Linked DNA regions of Mus musculus: region 2 is linked to region 1. A link is a contact called in public Hi-C data. All regions are on one chromosome and are shown on one strand. The core of a region is the stretch at or near the end of the contact, and the rest is flanking DNA. Distances in the headings are between cores, read along the strand shown. Region 1 overlaps Osbpl3 (oxysterol binding protein-like 3). Region 2 overlaps Mpp6 (membrane protein, palmitoylated 6 (MAGUK p55 subfamily member 6)).

Region 1 (7,505 bases), core at 3,706-6,205:
CATAGGAACTCCAATCCTGTCACACGGTGCCAAGCCTCAGCTGCTCCCCACAACCCCTTTGTGCCTTTAAAACCAATGCCATGTGGGAGCCTCACATACACTGCCAAGTCTGGTCGTCATCTCGAGATGGTCCATCTGGACCACAGTGAGTGTGTGCTCACCCTGAAGAAATAGTTCCCAGAAGACTTCACCTCAATGCTGTTGCCTCTTGTTAACTACAGCTGACTTCACAGGCCCCAGCTAACCAGCCTCACATGTCCCAGGAACAACAGATTCACTTCAGTGGCCCAGAGTCTTGTTAATCACAGCTAATTCACCCACCCTAGTAAAACAGAAACCACATGCTCTTAATTCAGAATATCATCCGAAGAGCCCTGAGAGAGTTTTTCCTTCCCTCTGAAACATCACAAGCCAGGCGTCTGCTGACGGTATTTCCCTCAACTCGCTAATCCTCCAAGCTCCCACAGAACAGCCCATTAAGTTTGGCACACTCAACGGCTTTTCCAAATCAAAGTTCCAAATACTTCTGCAATCCTCCCCCATACCTCATGGTTAGAGTTGTCACAGCAATAGTCTTGCTCATTTCTCCATGATCTAAAGTGATTGGGGAAGAAAGGGTCTTATTTGTGTGTTTGTTTGACTTACTCTTTATCACTCATCCCTGAGGGAAGCCAGGGCAGGAACTGAAGCAGAGACCACGGAAGTAGAATACTGACTACTCACTGCCTGCTGTCCACAGCTTGCTCAGCTTGCTTTCTTACACAACCTAAGAACACTTGCCTGGGATGGCACCACGCACACCCCAGGCTGGGCCCTTTCACACCAGTTATAAGTCAAGGAAATGGCCCACAGGCCAATCTGATGGAGGAAATTCATCGCTTGATGTGCAGTCTTCCCAGATGACTCCATCTGTCCAAATCAACAGAGTAACCAGCACCTCCAGGTTGGATTTGAACGTTCAGTGCCTCCCTGCCTCAGGTTACCTAGCACTGGGGTAGTAGGCATGTAAATTTTCTGTTCCTTATCTTACATTTTGGCTCTTCGAGTCAGTATCTGCTATGTAGCTAAGGCTGGCCTCAAAGCTCGTAGCAATCCTCCCGTCCTATCCTGTAGAGGCATGTACCGCCATCTCCATGCCCAGTAAAATGTCTATTTCTAAAGTAAAATGTCTATTTCTAAAACTAATGAGTGCCAACCATTTTATTGTGTTGTTACATGATTTTATAATTATTTAAATTTTAACTATTTTTTAAAAGTAATTGCGTTAGTTATCCGTTTTGACACAATATCTGAGATGCACACATTAAAAGAAGAAAGGGTTTGGCTTGTGATTTCAGTCTCAGCCTATGGTCATTCCACCTTATTACTTTTGGACCTGGGGTGAAGTTGAAGAGCCTAGTGAATGGGAAGCTGGGGGCAGAGGAAGCAGTCACCTCACAATAGCCAGGAGGCAGGAAGAACAGTGGAGGGGGTGGGGCAGGGAGGGGCTTGAGTCGTCATATCACCTTCAAGGGCCTAACACAGTGACTCAATTCCTCTACCAGCCTCACCTCTCAGAGGTTCCACTACTTCCCAATAGAAGTACGGCCTAGGAACCAAGTCTTCAAAAGACTGGCTCTGGGGGACATTTAGGAGGCAAACAATAACAGCAACCACACATCTTTATGACTCGGTAAATGAGTAAGAACAACTGCCAGGAACAGCATATGGGTTCTGGAGTTTTCCTGGACTCTACCAAGCTGGTTTCTCCGCCCAGGTTAAACTCTTACATGTGAAGAATGCTAAGTATTTTAACCAATCAAACAAAACAGCTAAGACGTGAACACTCTGAAATTGCCACAGAGATGATCCTTCTTGCGTGCCTGTGATGCCCCAAAGCCTGGCCCTTTATCTGGACCCCAAGGCACACTGATTAAGTGACAGGCTTTCAGGGACACTTCAGAGAGCAGAAACAGAAAATGCCACTTAGGAAGTGACTCTTTGGAATTCTGGTTTGTTGTTTCATTAAAGATTTACTTTTTTAATTTTATGTGTTTGAGTGCTAAGTTAGGGTTTTACTGCTGTGAAGAGACATCATGACCAAAGCAACTCTTAAACACACAACATTTAATTGTGGCCGGCTTATAGGTTCAGAGGCTTAGTCCACTATCATCACAGTGGGAAGCACGGCAGAGTACAGACAGACATGGTGCAGGAGAAGGAACTGATAATTCTACATCTTGGTCCACAGGCAACAGAAAGTGACTGGATTCTATACTGGGCAGAACTTGAGCATAGGAGACCTCAAAACCTGCCCCAACAGTGACACACTTCCTCCAACAAGGTCACACCTATTTTAACAATGCCTCGCCTCCCAATAGTGCCACTCTGTGGGTCAAGCATTCAGACACGAGTCTATGGGGGCCATACCTATTCAAACCACCACATTCCACTCCCTGGCCCCCACATGCTTGTAGACATAACAAATGCATTTAGTCTAACTTCAAAAGTCCCCATAGTCTATCACAGTCTCAACAATGTTTAAAGGTCCAAAGTTCAAAGTCTCTTCTGAGATTGATGCAATCTTTTAACTGTAATCGCCTATAAAATCAAAGTAAAGAAACCAGATCACATATTCCCAATATACAGTGGCACAGGATGTAAATTACCATCTCAAAATGGAGGGAAGGGAGTGTAGTGAGGAAATACTGGACCAAAGCAAGACCAAAAAACCAGCTGGGCAAACTCCCTGCCATATATTTGGCCCCAGTGGCTTTCCTTAGATGTGGAGAAAGATCCAACGCCTCTTTCAACACAATGGCCTCTCTGGACCTCCATGCAGGGATACCCCTGATACATTCCTGGCCTCTGCAACTTTGCTTAGTATCAGAGGGAAATTCCATCCTTGATTCTAAAGACGGAATCATGTGGCTGAAGCTGCCACGTTCTGCTACATGCTGAGGCCAGAACATGTCCCCTTGTTTAATTCTATCTTCACCAGCTTTCTGTTTGCCATGGATTCCTTAACTGCCTATGTTTGACTGTTCTGAAACTTGTTCTGTAGACCAGGGTGGCCTTGAATTCAGAGATCTCCATGCCTCTGTCTCCCAAGTGCTGGAATAAAAGGTGTGTACCACCACCACACCTGGACCTAAGCTTTTCTTTAATTCCATTTACTTATAGATCTTTATAAGCATGGCTACTATGCCTCAAGATCTGGATTAAAGATGTGTGTCAATTAATGGTGTGATGAAAAGCATATGGCATCCCACCTCAAGATCTGAATCAAAAGCCCTTGTCTTTCAGCCTCAAGATCTGGATCACAAGTGTGTCCTCTATGTCTGGACTGCAGTTCATTCTAGATATAGTCAGGGTGACCATGGAGAATAGCTATCACAGTCTGCCCCTTGGCAACTTGACATACAATCATATCTTCTTACATCCAAATGAAAACAATAGCCCTATCATAATCATGATATAACTATCCCTCATACAACCACAAACAAAAACTCGGGTCATAATAATGCCTAATATAATATAACTATCACTTGTACAACTACAAACACATTGCAAATTTGGAATAGGTGTCAATGTCCTTTGGGGAATATATTTTGGTATCTCAAACTTAAATATGATAATTTGTGTTAAAGAAATTGAAAGAAAACACAATTATTTGTATAAATACATTCTTAAAATACAACAGAAGTACTCATGTCAACTATAATCCTCGCTTCTGTAACTGGTCATGTGGCTTAGATGGTATTTATAACTACCTTCCTCTACTACCCATTCTCTATTTCCTTCATCCTCTGCATGCAGGTCTTGGATCTTTTCCTGGGGAAGTGAGCCACACCTTCATTCCTGATGGGTCTGTGCCCTTTGTCATCCTGCTTGGGTCAGGCTGTTGCAGTTGCCCATTGACTTTACTCACAGGACACTAGCACTGAGATGCCCTAAAGGATCTCCTACACTCACGACATCATCTTTCTTACCTCTTGAGCCAGGCGGCCAAAGTTCAAATCACCCTCAGCACCATTGACTTCCATGTTCCTACTAGGATGGCTAATTAAGCCACACTGAAAGCACTCTACTGCTTTCCTAATCCAATGTCCCCAAGTCCACATTCCTTCAAACAAAAACACGGTCAGGCCTATTATAGCAATACCCCAGTCCCTGGTACCAACTTCTGTCTTACGGTTTTATTGCTATGAAGAGACATCATGACCAAGGGGACTCTTTTTTTGCTTTGTTTTTGGATTTTTGTTTTTTGAGACAGGGTTTCTCTGTGTAGCCCTGGCTGTCCTGGAACTCACTCTGTAGACCAGGCTGGCCTTGAACTCAGAAATCCACTTGTCTCTGCCTCCCAAGTGCTGGGATTAAAGGCTTGTCCTCTTTTTTTTTAAGGCTGTAGAAAGACTGAGAGATCGGTTGTATTTCAGACATGGTAGGCTGCAACAAGAAAAATAGGATCTGTGGACCAAAGGCATTTGTACTGATGTGACAGGCAGGCCATGATGATGTTATCAAAGGAATCCCAGTGGCTTAGTAAGAATGGAAGACTTGTTTTGTTTTGTACCACTGGCCCGAGTCTCTCTCTCTCTCTCTCTCTCTCTCTCTCTCTCTCTCTCTCTCTCTCTCTCTCTCTCTCTCCCTCTCCCTCTCTCTCTCTCCCTCTCTCTCTCTCTCCCTCCCTCTCCCTCTCTCTCTCCCACTCCCCCTCTCCCCCTCTCTCTCATTCTAGTAGAACATTCAGAGCTGATATGGCAGCTCAATAGTGTAGGTTGACCAGTTATCTCAGTTTATCTAAGCCTACAGCAGCTCCTGCTTAACAGGACTCTATGATAGAACAGAGAATGACCTGGGCAAAGCAGGATGGGTTGTTTTGCTTTTGGTGTCAGGCCCCTCCTATCTCTTCCCTGTCGCTGAGACCCAGACTTCCTCTAGATTCATCACCAATTTAGAGGAACTGCCATTCGCTCTCCGTGGACCATGTGGGCAATGTCTGACCACACTCTGATGAGTGACTAACTTACTAGCTTGCCACCAGATGCACGGCTTCTAAAGGCAGAGAAATGTCTGGGTTTAGAACTCTTCCTTGCTCCATAAATGTACCTCCCAAGACTCCATCACAGCAGCAGCTGGGGCCTCCTTACGTGCAGCCCTTTAAAAAAGTTCCTGAGCAATAGCTGGGCACGGAAGCACACACCTGTAGTGTCCACCCTGGGCAAGAAGTGAAACTCCTTTGCAACCGAATCAAAAGAAATTTGTTCCTAGGCAGCAGAACAATTGTGTCCCAGACCCATGGTGGTGCTAAAATGCTGATCAATACTGTGCCCTGGGTTGCCTAGGTTTGAAATACCCGGAGAAAAATTGTGTGTGTGTGTGTGTGTGTGTGTGTGTGCGTGTAAATTACTCCGAGGACCTTAACCGAATTTAAAGAGTCTTAATTAATGTATCTTTCTCAGTCTCTGAGTTTAAATGACAGCAAGAAGAGCCTCCTCTCAGCTCATTAAAACCATTACATGAATGGTTGATTTGAGACCTAGGAAGGGACAGCTCTTCCAGCCAGTTCTGGATTGTCTAGCAAAGTGGCATGTACCTTCAAAGCCACACTCCTGATGGGCCTCCTTTCTGGGAGCTCCATTTGCCACTGAGGCAGCATGGGCTTCTTGTCTTGTTAATCTCCCATGTTTCACACTTGCTCTGGGCCCTTCATCTCATTCTCTTGAATCTGTTGGGTTGGCCTGTGTTATGGGAACGCCAGGTGGGGAGACAGTCCTGGCTTGCTCATTACTGATGTCCGTGAGTACAATGGCAGGGGTATAGTAAGAACGTGACTGAAGATTTAAACTTGAGGTATATTATCCAAACTGTCTCCTCAGTTGTCTGGATCATGATGCTTTAATACCAACATGAGCAAACAGTGGCCAATAATTTCAAAGTTCTTAGGCTGCTTTTCAGATATTCTTTAGCACCACTCTATTGTAAACAATGCTGGGACACACCAACTTGAACCAAATGGAGTTCACTGGATGCTCAGGGACGCACCTTAGAGAGGGACGTGCATAGGTCAGTCACGATTTGTATGACTACACAGGCATAATCAATTAGCACTCTTCCATTTCATGTTCTGACACAGAGGAAATAGTATTTCCATAGCATAGTAAGGTGGGTGGAGTAGGGGATCCTTTGGCTTCTAGTGCCTATTCCTAGAGCTGAGAATGCTGGGAAATGCCAGGAAGAAGACTACAGCAACCCAGGTCTTCCCAAGTCACTGTCTCAGTGTGCATCACTTTAGGTGAGCAGCTATGTTCTTCTAGACAGACTCTAGCCAGCATCTTGCTGCCTTTCCGTCAACCACAGCTACACACAGCCAGGAAAAACAAAGACAAAGGCAGCCTTTGCTGTATTCTTTATTCTCAGTCAGTGAGCTACACAGTAGGGCAAGACAACAAACTAAAAGGAGCCGCTGGAGAATCGAAATGGGAGTGGGGAGTGGGGTATGATTTAGATTTTACAAATGGTTAAATAGAAGATTTACAAGTATCATTTTCCCCAAAACATGTCCTGTGGGCTAACAGAGGAAGATTAAAAAAAAATCATCACAAATGAAGCGAATGAGTCACTTCTGACAACTGTATCCCCTAAACCCAGTTTCAAAAACAAGCAAACAAAAAACTGGCTTGCACTTTAGACCATCTTGATTTGCAGACACATTTGATAAGGTTTTCCAACAAAGATAATCACTGATTCGCAGGATCGATACAAGATAGAAAACAGAGCGTGTGAAAATAGCTTTGATCTACTAGCAAAAATAGATTTATGCTGATGTTGGTATTAAAAATAAAGACATTCGAATAAATTCTGACCAAACACTGTAGCCTGTATTTCTAACTAAGATCACGAGAGCAACTTAGAGCCCTGGCTGGTAGCTCGAGGGTGTGAGGACAGTATCTAATAGCTACAGTCCCTCAGAGAGAGTGTGTGGTGTGCACAGTAGGCCTACATTAAGAAGCAAAGTAGCCCTCACCTCTATTTTTGGCTTGACTTCTTTAAGGGTAGACTGAAACAATGCATCATAAATCTGACAAATACAAAGGAAGACAGTGCTAGAAGGCTGAGCAAATGATTTATTGGAAGTAATTAAAAATAGGATATGAGGAAAACAGAAGCCTAAGTGGAGTTAACATTTAAAAAACTCAGTTTGTGTAGTTTTCCATCAGGAAGCCCCCAGAGGCACTGGAAGGCTTGGGGATTGCTGAGGCATTCTTGCTACTTAGTAGGTAATTGTATTTATGACCTAGAGTGAACCCCCATCTGTTTAGTACAAGAACCCTCCTGAGACTGTTGAATGGCAAGCTGTTTAGTTAATACCAGGCTCCCCCTAGTGTCTCAAAAAGCACACTGCATTCCATCTCTTTAGTTAGTACCTGACCCCTGGTGTCTGGGATGTGAACTGCCAATGTTTAGTTAGTACCAGGAGCATCCTAGCATCAAGATGTGAACTGCAGGAAGAAGCTGCACTG
Region 2 (7,505 bases), core at 2,612-5,111, 150 kb before region 1:
AGAGCTTGTTGTATGGATGGGTATTAATGGTTATTTAAAGGTCCTGGTAACCAATACAGTGAATTGTTTAAGGAAAGAAAAGTAAGGGCATATGTGGGAAGATCTACTATAAAAGTAAATATCAGGACACGGCCACAGACTCCTAAATTCAAACAGCTTTAATAAGCAAGCAGGAATATATTTCAGAAGAAAGTATAATAAATATCATAAAACACAACGATAATAAATATAGATCTGGATGGGATTAGTGGTTTTTTTTAAGAAATATTTTCAGTTTATCAAATAAGAACAAAAATCTTACGACATAAAGTATTTTGTATGTAATAGAGCTTATCTAAAACAGTTACCTGGTGTCTTAGTCAGGGTTTCTATTCCTGCACAAACATCATGACCAAGAAGCAAATTGGGGAGGAAAGGGTTTATTCGGCTTACATTTTCCACATTGCTGTTAATCACCAAAGGATGTCGGGACTGGAACTCAAGCAGGTCAGAAAGCAGGAGCTGAAGCAGAGGCCATGGAGGGATGTTCTTTACTGGCTTGCCTCACCTGGCTTGCTCAGCCTGCTCTCTTATAGAACCAAGACTACCAGCCCAGAGATGGTCCCACCCACAAGGGGCCTTTCCCACTTGATTACTAATTGAGAAAATGCCTTACAGTTGGATCTCATGGAGGCATTTCCCCAACTGAAGCTCCTTTCTCTGTGAAAACTCCAGCTGTGTCAAGTTGACACAAAACTAGCCAGTACACCTGGGATAGTTAAAGGAAACAGGCCAGTGTAGGCAAAGGGCAGGGGCAGGACACTGACACTTAGCAAAGTAAGACACAGCATGAGGGGTGAATAGGGAGCTGGGTGTGACGCCACATGCTTGTGACCCCAGCATGCAGACAGAGGCTGAGGAATCAAGGGTTGAAGACCATCTTTGAGTAGATAGCAATTTTTGGTTACAGCTTTTAAAACAAACAAAAAGCACCCCCGCCCCAAACCCATCGAAAAGAAAGAGAAAATGGAAGGGTACATCTTTTCATACAGGATAACATCCTGTGTACCAAGTGACATATCAACCAGCTTTATGAAAGGATTACAGGAGAGACAAGGAAATGACATCAATGTACAGTAATAGCAAGGGGCTTTAATAAACCACGTGGAATACAAAGTAGATCAACTGGGCAGTGAGGGGCTAGAAGATCTAAACTTAATCACTAGATAGATCCTATTAGATGTATGGTAGGTTTTGATAATTATAGTTAGAGAATATGCAGTGAGTGCTGGAATATATCAGAATTTTAAAGTAAGCAAGCTTGTAAATAGTGTAGAGCAGTGGAGGCTTATGTACACTGGGGAAAGAGATGCAAGCTTCGGGGCAGGAAGCATCAAAAAGGGGCCATCTTTCTGTTTTATCTGAAAGATGAATATGTTCACTATCTTAATATTCTTATAGTCTTGCAATATATATCAAAGTATATACTTTGTATATGTAGCACACTTAAAATTTAGAGACCTTTAAAAGATAAATGACTGCAAAGCATATTGTAAGTTGGTATTATTTCTTCAAAATACCAATTTATAACCATACTGATAAAAAATAGTCTCTGATATAGAAATCTTACGACCAGAAATTTTACCTATAGAGTACTCATAAAACCACACAACAATCACAATAACATAAATAGTTGGAAACAACGTAAATGTTTCATAGAAATTGGTTAAATAGTATGTTTAGATAATCTTCATATTAAAGTATTGTTACTTCATGCATGCAAAAATCTTCAGCATCTCTACAGATGAAGTATCCGGGCTGAAGAGGGGTCCTGTGGTTTCAGAGCATCAGTTGCTCTTGCAGAGGAATGAGTTTCCAGCACCTAACCTATGGTGGCCCACAACGACCCATAACTCTCAAATCCAAGGATCCAACGCTGCCTTCTGTCCTCAACAGGCACCAGCCACTTATGTGGTGCACATATGTGGTGCATAGGAAGACAGTCACACATATACAGTAAATGCATCTTTTAGAAAATGAAGTCTATGTGTTGCTTTAGGATGCATGGTGATTAGGGAAGTCTACAGTGTTGCTGTACCTCAACCACATATGATGTACATAGAGAAGCAGAGCTGCCGTGGTGGCGAGACTGACTTCCGTGTTCTTAGAAGAGAGAGAAGGACCTGAAAGGGAGCAGCAGTCCACACCTTAAATGGCCACGAAAGCTGCTTAGTACTCACTGCTGGCAAGACTTACATGAATTGCTATGAGGATTTTTTGTTTGTTTGTTCTGTTTTTTTAATCTTTATCCATTTAATTGTGAATATTCTTAATTTTTGCTACAGTTAATTTAATGTCCTAACATGTTTTCTTATATAAAGAATAATTAATGATTAACCATATCTACAAGGAAAAACTATTACTAAACATATTGGTAAATCTGACTAAAATAGTTAAATGATGAAAATTAAAGATGGTGATATCTAGATGTTTCCAGACTCAGTTGATATACAAGATTTTATTTATAGTATAAAAATAATTTTATGACTATACAATTTTTAAAATTCCCTAAATGAACTCAAAGTTGTTAATCTGTTACAAGGAAGAAAATGAAGAGAAAGTAGATCTTCAGTTCAGAATTGTTCCATAAAGTTACTTAGTTGAGGTCACTGGTAGAAGAGAACCGTTATGTTCTGGTGCATAGAGATAACTCGGCTGAATCTCAAGGCAAAATGTTAGGAAAAGGATTAAGATTGTTGCACACAAAATCAGTCAAAACTAAAACTTAAGAAATTCTTTTCACAGTAACACAAGGCACATTAACATCAGGAAGAAGTCTATGAGAAGACCTCAAAGCTTCACACGAAATCGGTAAGTTAATGAGAGAGTAAGCCTAACAGCTTGCGGTTCCTTAGAACAGGAAGCATGGCGACTGCCATGAGGTGTACACTGTGGAAGATTGTGTATGTCTGCCTCATCTTTGTCTCTCTTTAGGGAAACATGTAGGTTTTTCTTCAATAACAAAATATTTGTAGAAGATAACAGTAGAAAACATTTCTGTAAAAGCTATTCTGCTTCAGTGATATAAACAGTTAAACACACCACTTCTGCCATAACCGTGTAAATAATTCACGGGAGTAAATATATAGTTTGAAAACTATGGTTAAGATACATTGAAATGCTATTTTTTTTTTTTTTTTGGACTGAAAATACACTATTGAGAATCTTTGATATACCAAACTGAATCCTAATTCTTGGCAATTCAGCTAGGAGCAAGACAGGCATGATTTCTGCACTTCTCAGAATTTAACAGGAAACTGTTTTGAATAAAGTCACAGTATTATATGTGTTTGGCTGAATTGTAAAGTACTATGGATGGATGAAGAGAAAGAGAGAGAGAGAGAGAGAGAGAGAGAGAGAGAAGACTAATTCTAATTGTAGCAGCCAGTGAGGTTGAAAATTTGCTTCCGCAAGATGAGTATGAATTAGCTGTGCAAAGGTGATCAAAGTGGTCTTATACAAATGGTGGTAAAGAGGAGAGGATTTGTCTCAAGACTAAGGAAGGATTGGGTGGTTAAAGCTATAAAGGTGGCTGTATGTAGATTGAATCCAGCAATGTATTAAAAGGCTTAAAAGCCTTAAAATTTACATTTAAATTACTTCCTTATGGGTCATTACCATAGTTTGGATCTGTAATGACCCTCCCAAAAGTTCCCAACACATGATGCTGTTGGGAGGTAGCAAAACCTTTAAGAAGTAGGGCCTCATAGGAGATTTTTATTGAGGCATGCGCTCAAAAGTTCTGGTAGGTACCTTGGTCTCTTTCTCTTGCCCTGGCTATGAAGTAAACAGCTCTGCCCTGCCATGGGCTTCTGCTATGGTGTGCCATTACTGGCCCAAGGCAATGAGTCAATCAGTCCAATGTGGAAACTTCAAAACTGTGAGTCAAATAGCCATTTTCTCTTTTAAGTAGCTTGTCTCAAGTATTTTTGACAGTAAGAGGAAGCTATCAGTTATAGCTAGGCTGCATTGATGGTCTAGTCAAGATATGACTATAGCCAGGTAGAAGGGAACAAATGGATAGATTGCTGAAATAATTGAAGGGTGGGATTGGCTCATTCTTTTGTCTAAGTTTCTGCTTCTACAGTCTCCAAGCTTGGATGTGTTTGTTAGTCTCATGCTTTCTCCCTAGCTATTTGTTTTCTCCTCTTCCTCCTCCCCCTCTTCTTCCTCTTCCTCCTTTTTAACTCAGATACTTTGCTGGTCTTCTAATAGGAATCTTGAAAGGAATAAAAACAGTAAAAATGTTGTCAATCTATGTTGTCATCTTTTTGTGTATTGAATTTCATTTAGGAACTTAGTTTAAATATTTTTATGTTGCTGTAATGATGCTACATACTTTCTAGTGTCTTGTGGTTGACAGCTCAGGAAACCTCATATATTTTTAAATGTAACTTTTAGTTTTCTACATTTTCTATTTTAGTATATTTTGTAACTTAAATCCTATTGGAATATCCACTTTTCCTTTCTTAAGAATTTGAAAAGTATTGTCGTATTCTTTTATATTAGTGATTCTTAGTACAAAATTTGTCTTCAATATATTTGAAATGACTTATGTAGTATAATTTTATGATTTCCTCATATCTGAACGTCTTACTTTACCTTTAAGTGGCTATCACTCTATTTAGGGAAAGTATTGATTTTTCTGTATTGCTCTGATGTATAGTCACTCTGGAAATTCTCAAAATGAAGTAGCCGTTGATTGGCATATTTTAATTACAGTGTGATTGCCTGATTTCTATTTGGGTTTTCCTTTACTCATGTATTCACTAATTTCTTATCTGGCTTTTATCTCATCAGAAATGCAGCAAGTTTTGGAAAACCTTACAGAGCTGCCCTCATCTACAGGAGCAGAGGAGATAGACCTAATTTTCCTCAAGGGGATTATGGAGAATCCTATTGTGAAGTCACTTGCTAAGGTATACTAGTTTATTCATAAGATTATTGAATGGCTTTGAAAATGCTTTTATGGAAATCTTTTAGTGGTCCCCGTTTTGGAATTGAGTTGATATACCTTTCTGCATAGTTAGCAAATGACACTTGTCCCATGAGATGCAAAGATAAGGTTTACTGCCTTTTTATTCTACCTGTGGAGACAAATAACTCTCAGCTTTTGTCCCATTACCTTAAAGTTTAGATTTTTCTTGCATAATCCTGATATTTTAAATGTATTTTCTTAATCAACTTGGGAGCAAAATTACTCACTTTTTACAACCATATTCATGGTTTTGTTTGATTTCACTTACAACTTCCTGATATTTGCTTTGAGCATAGAGGAAGCTCAGTGTGTTTCTTGCCTGTTTCACACCTGCTGCCCCATGCTCAGAGTGGCTCTCAGTGTTTTTGCTTCCAGTGAGCCAGGCTGATGGTCCCCAGTGGCTCTGCTATGGGGATCCACCTTCTCCTCTTTGCTTTGTACTGCTAGAGTGCTGCTCTCACCTATGTGGGGTTGTTTGGTTTTGCTTTCATTTTTCATCTCTTTTTGTGTTTTAAGGCTTCTAAAACCATACCTTATCTACTGGTAAAAATGAATTAATGTGGCTCATTCTTCACATGATGAGGTCATGTGGTAAAAGTCATTTTCATAATATATATACTTAATATTGCTGTGTTTTGATGATATCCAGGAGAGTGTGTACTTCAGCATTCAGCATGCCCTATGGCTTACTGTCTTGAGGTCAGCTTAGGCCTGTTGAAGTAAGGAGGGTATTTAGGCCCACCTATAAAGGGTTTGCCTTGGGCTCCTGTTGTCAGCAGGCCTTTTACTCTTCCCTTGATCTTACATTGTTGATTGCCACTTTTTATTGTCCTTAATCTCACATTTAAATCTTTTAGGTAGATTTAGAAATTTTAATAACATGTAAGACATTTTACAGCACGCTTGTAGTTTCCAAAGGTCTTTAACATACATTAGAGTAAATGACAGAGATAAGGGTTAGGACAGGTATTCTAACCTTGCCTTTTAACTTCCCTGCTCTATTTAGGTCAACATTGGGTGCTAGTGTTTATGTGTATTTATTCTCAACAACTTCTGTAAGTGAAAAATGGGTTGGTTTGTGTCACCTATGATGGGCTCTCAGGGGATTATCAGGTCACTACTCTTAGCAGTTGAAGTGGTTAGTTTACTGTTGTACATATTAGGAGCAGCTATACTCTCTTTGATTAAAAATACTGGGCAGATAACACAGGAGGGTGAAGTGCTGTGCCAGTGTGAGAACCTGAATTCAAATCCTCAGATCCCACCTAAAGCCTCTGTGTGTGTGTGTGTGTGTGTGTGTGTGTGTGTGTGTAAGGCACATGTGTGTGTTCATTCCCAGTGCTTCTGTGGAGAGATAGGCAATAAAGTCATAAATCCTCAAAGCTTGTTGGCCTATGGCCCTGGCATAAGAAGCAGCAAAAACCAGAGAGACTCTGTTCCAAGCAAGGTGAAAGGCCAGGACTGGTATCCTAGGTGGTTCCTGCACTTCCTCTATGGCATAGTGGGTGTATCGCTCTCTTTCTTGTCTGTTTATCTCTTTCACACACAGTATAGGTCCACAAAAGATGAAAAAACAGAATCAATAATATCCAACATTCAAGAAGACTTTTAATAAATAAAACTAGTGGTAAATACTCCTACACGTAAAGACTTGCCAGGTGAGAAGGGAGCTTCTGAGAAGGTCAGTTACAGCATCTGGTACTATCATAACAAGTAAGAAATTGAAAAGAAACACAAATCTAATTGACATGTTAACTCTCAAATACAGTATTTGAAATCATCTCATTTGATGGATATAAATATTAGGAGACTAAATACAGAAGGAAAGAATTGCCAATTTTGCAAATAGATGAACAGAAAAATCCCAGGTGAAACTCAAAGTCAAATCAAAATATAGAACAGAGATGTGAGATACACACAAGATCTAATATGTGTGTACTTTTTATCCCAGACAAAGATAGGGAGAAAGTAGAAATGGCTTTAATGTGCTAAGTACTTGAAAATAGATGAGTGTTAGATTAAACCCAGGATAAATGGGTTACTGAGGTGCCTGTTGAACACAGCAAAGTGTATTGTGGCTACCAGGTTCTCCCAGCATCTGTCAGCATCACAGGTATGTGTCACAGAACCATTCCAGCTGGCATACCTTGACACTTATCCTAAGCCTCTGACCCCCGAGCTCCCTTCTCTTCTGCCTGCATTTCATTTATATAACTCAGCCATTTTGGCTACATGGGCTCTTGGTCTCTGTCTCCTGGCCTCCTACCTCTCTTGGCTGCTGGTCCTTTCTCTTGTCCTTGCTCTCTCTTTTCCTCTCTCAGTCTCCCACCCCAGTCCCTCCCCTCATGGCCCCGGCCAGGCTCCTGGCCCAGTTCAGTCTGGACCCTTCCAGGTGCCTGTGGCTGTTTTCTCCCTCATACCTACAATATTCCTTCTACTCAACAGGACCTTGCAGCAGTCATGTCCTTGTTTTTTTTCATATATTGAG

The links. Hi-C and Micro-C count contacts between places; a contact is called where the count stands out from the background.
Region 2: a contact with region 1 is called in a Hi-C map of bone marrow-derived macrophages, with 28 read pairs. The contact joins two enhancer-like sites. A contact is called at or near these places in 2 of 484 Hi-C or Micro-C datasets (bone marrow-derived macrophages and granulocyte-monocyte progenitors), 1 of 115 datasets of contacts at active chromatin or transcription factors (bone marrow-derived macrophages) and 1 of 9 other capture datasets (adipose tissue).

The regions. Positions count from the first base shown.
Region 1 is chr6:50,286,951-50,294,455 of GRCm38.p6, forward strand. It overlaps Osbpl3 (oxysterol binding protein-like 3), which reads right to left. Exons shown (of 24, transcript NM_001347213.1): 24 at 6,377-7,505. Among named protein-coding and RNA genes, the nearest start is that of Gsdme, 29 kb to the left of the region's middle. Within about 2 kb of position 4,956, at least 43 of the 459 cell types and tissues checked have an H3K27ac peak or open chromatin away from gene starts, as enhancers often do. A contact at or near this core is called in bone marrow-derived macrophages, where this site is marked.
Region 2 is chr6:50,140,935-50,148,439 of GRCm38.p6, forward strand. Mpp6 (membrane protein, palmitoylated 6 (MAGUK p55 subfamily member 6)) reads left to right here. Exons shown (of 13, transcript NM_019939.2): 2 at 2,785-2,850; 3 at 4,840-4,958. The coding sequence starts at 4,842. Among named protein-coding and RNA genes, the nearest start is that of Mpp6, 34 kb to the left of the region's middle. Within about 2 kb of position 3,862, at least 10 of the 459 cell types and tissues checked have an H3K27ac peak or open chromatin away from gene starts, as enhancers often do. A contact at or near this core is called in bone marrow-derived macrophages, where this site is marked.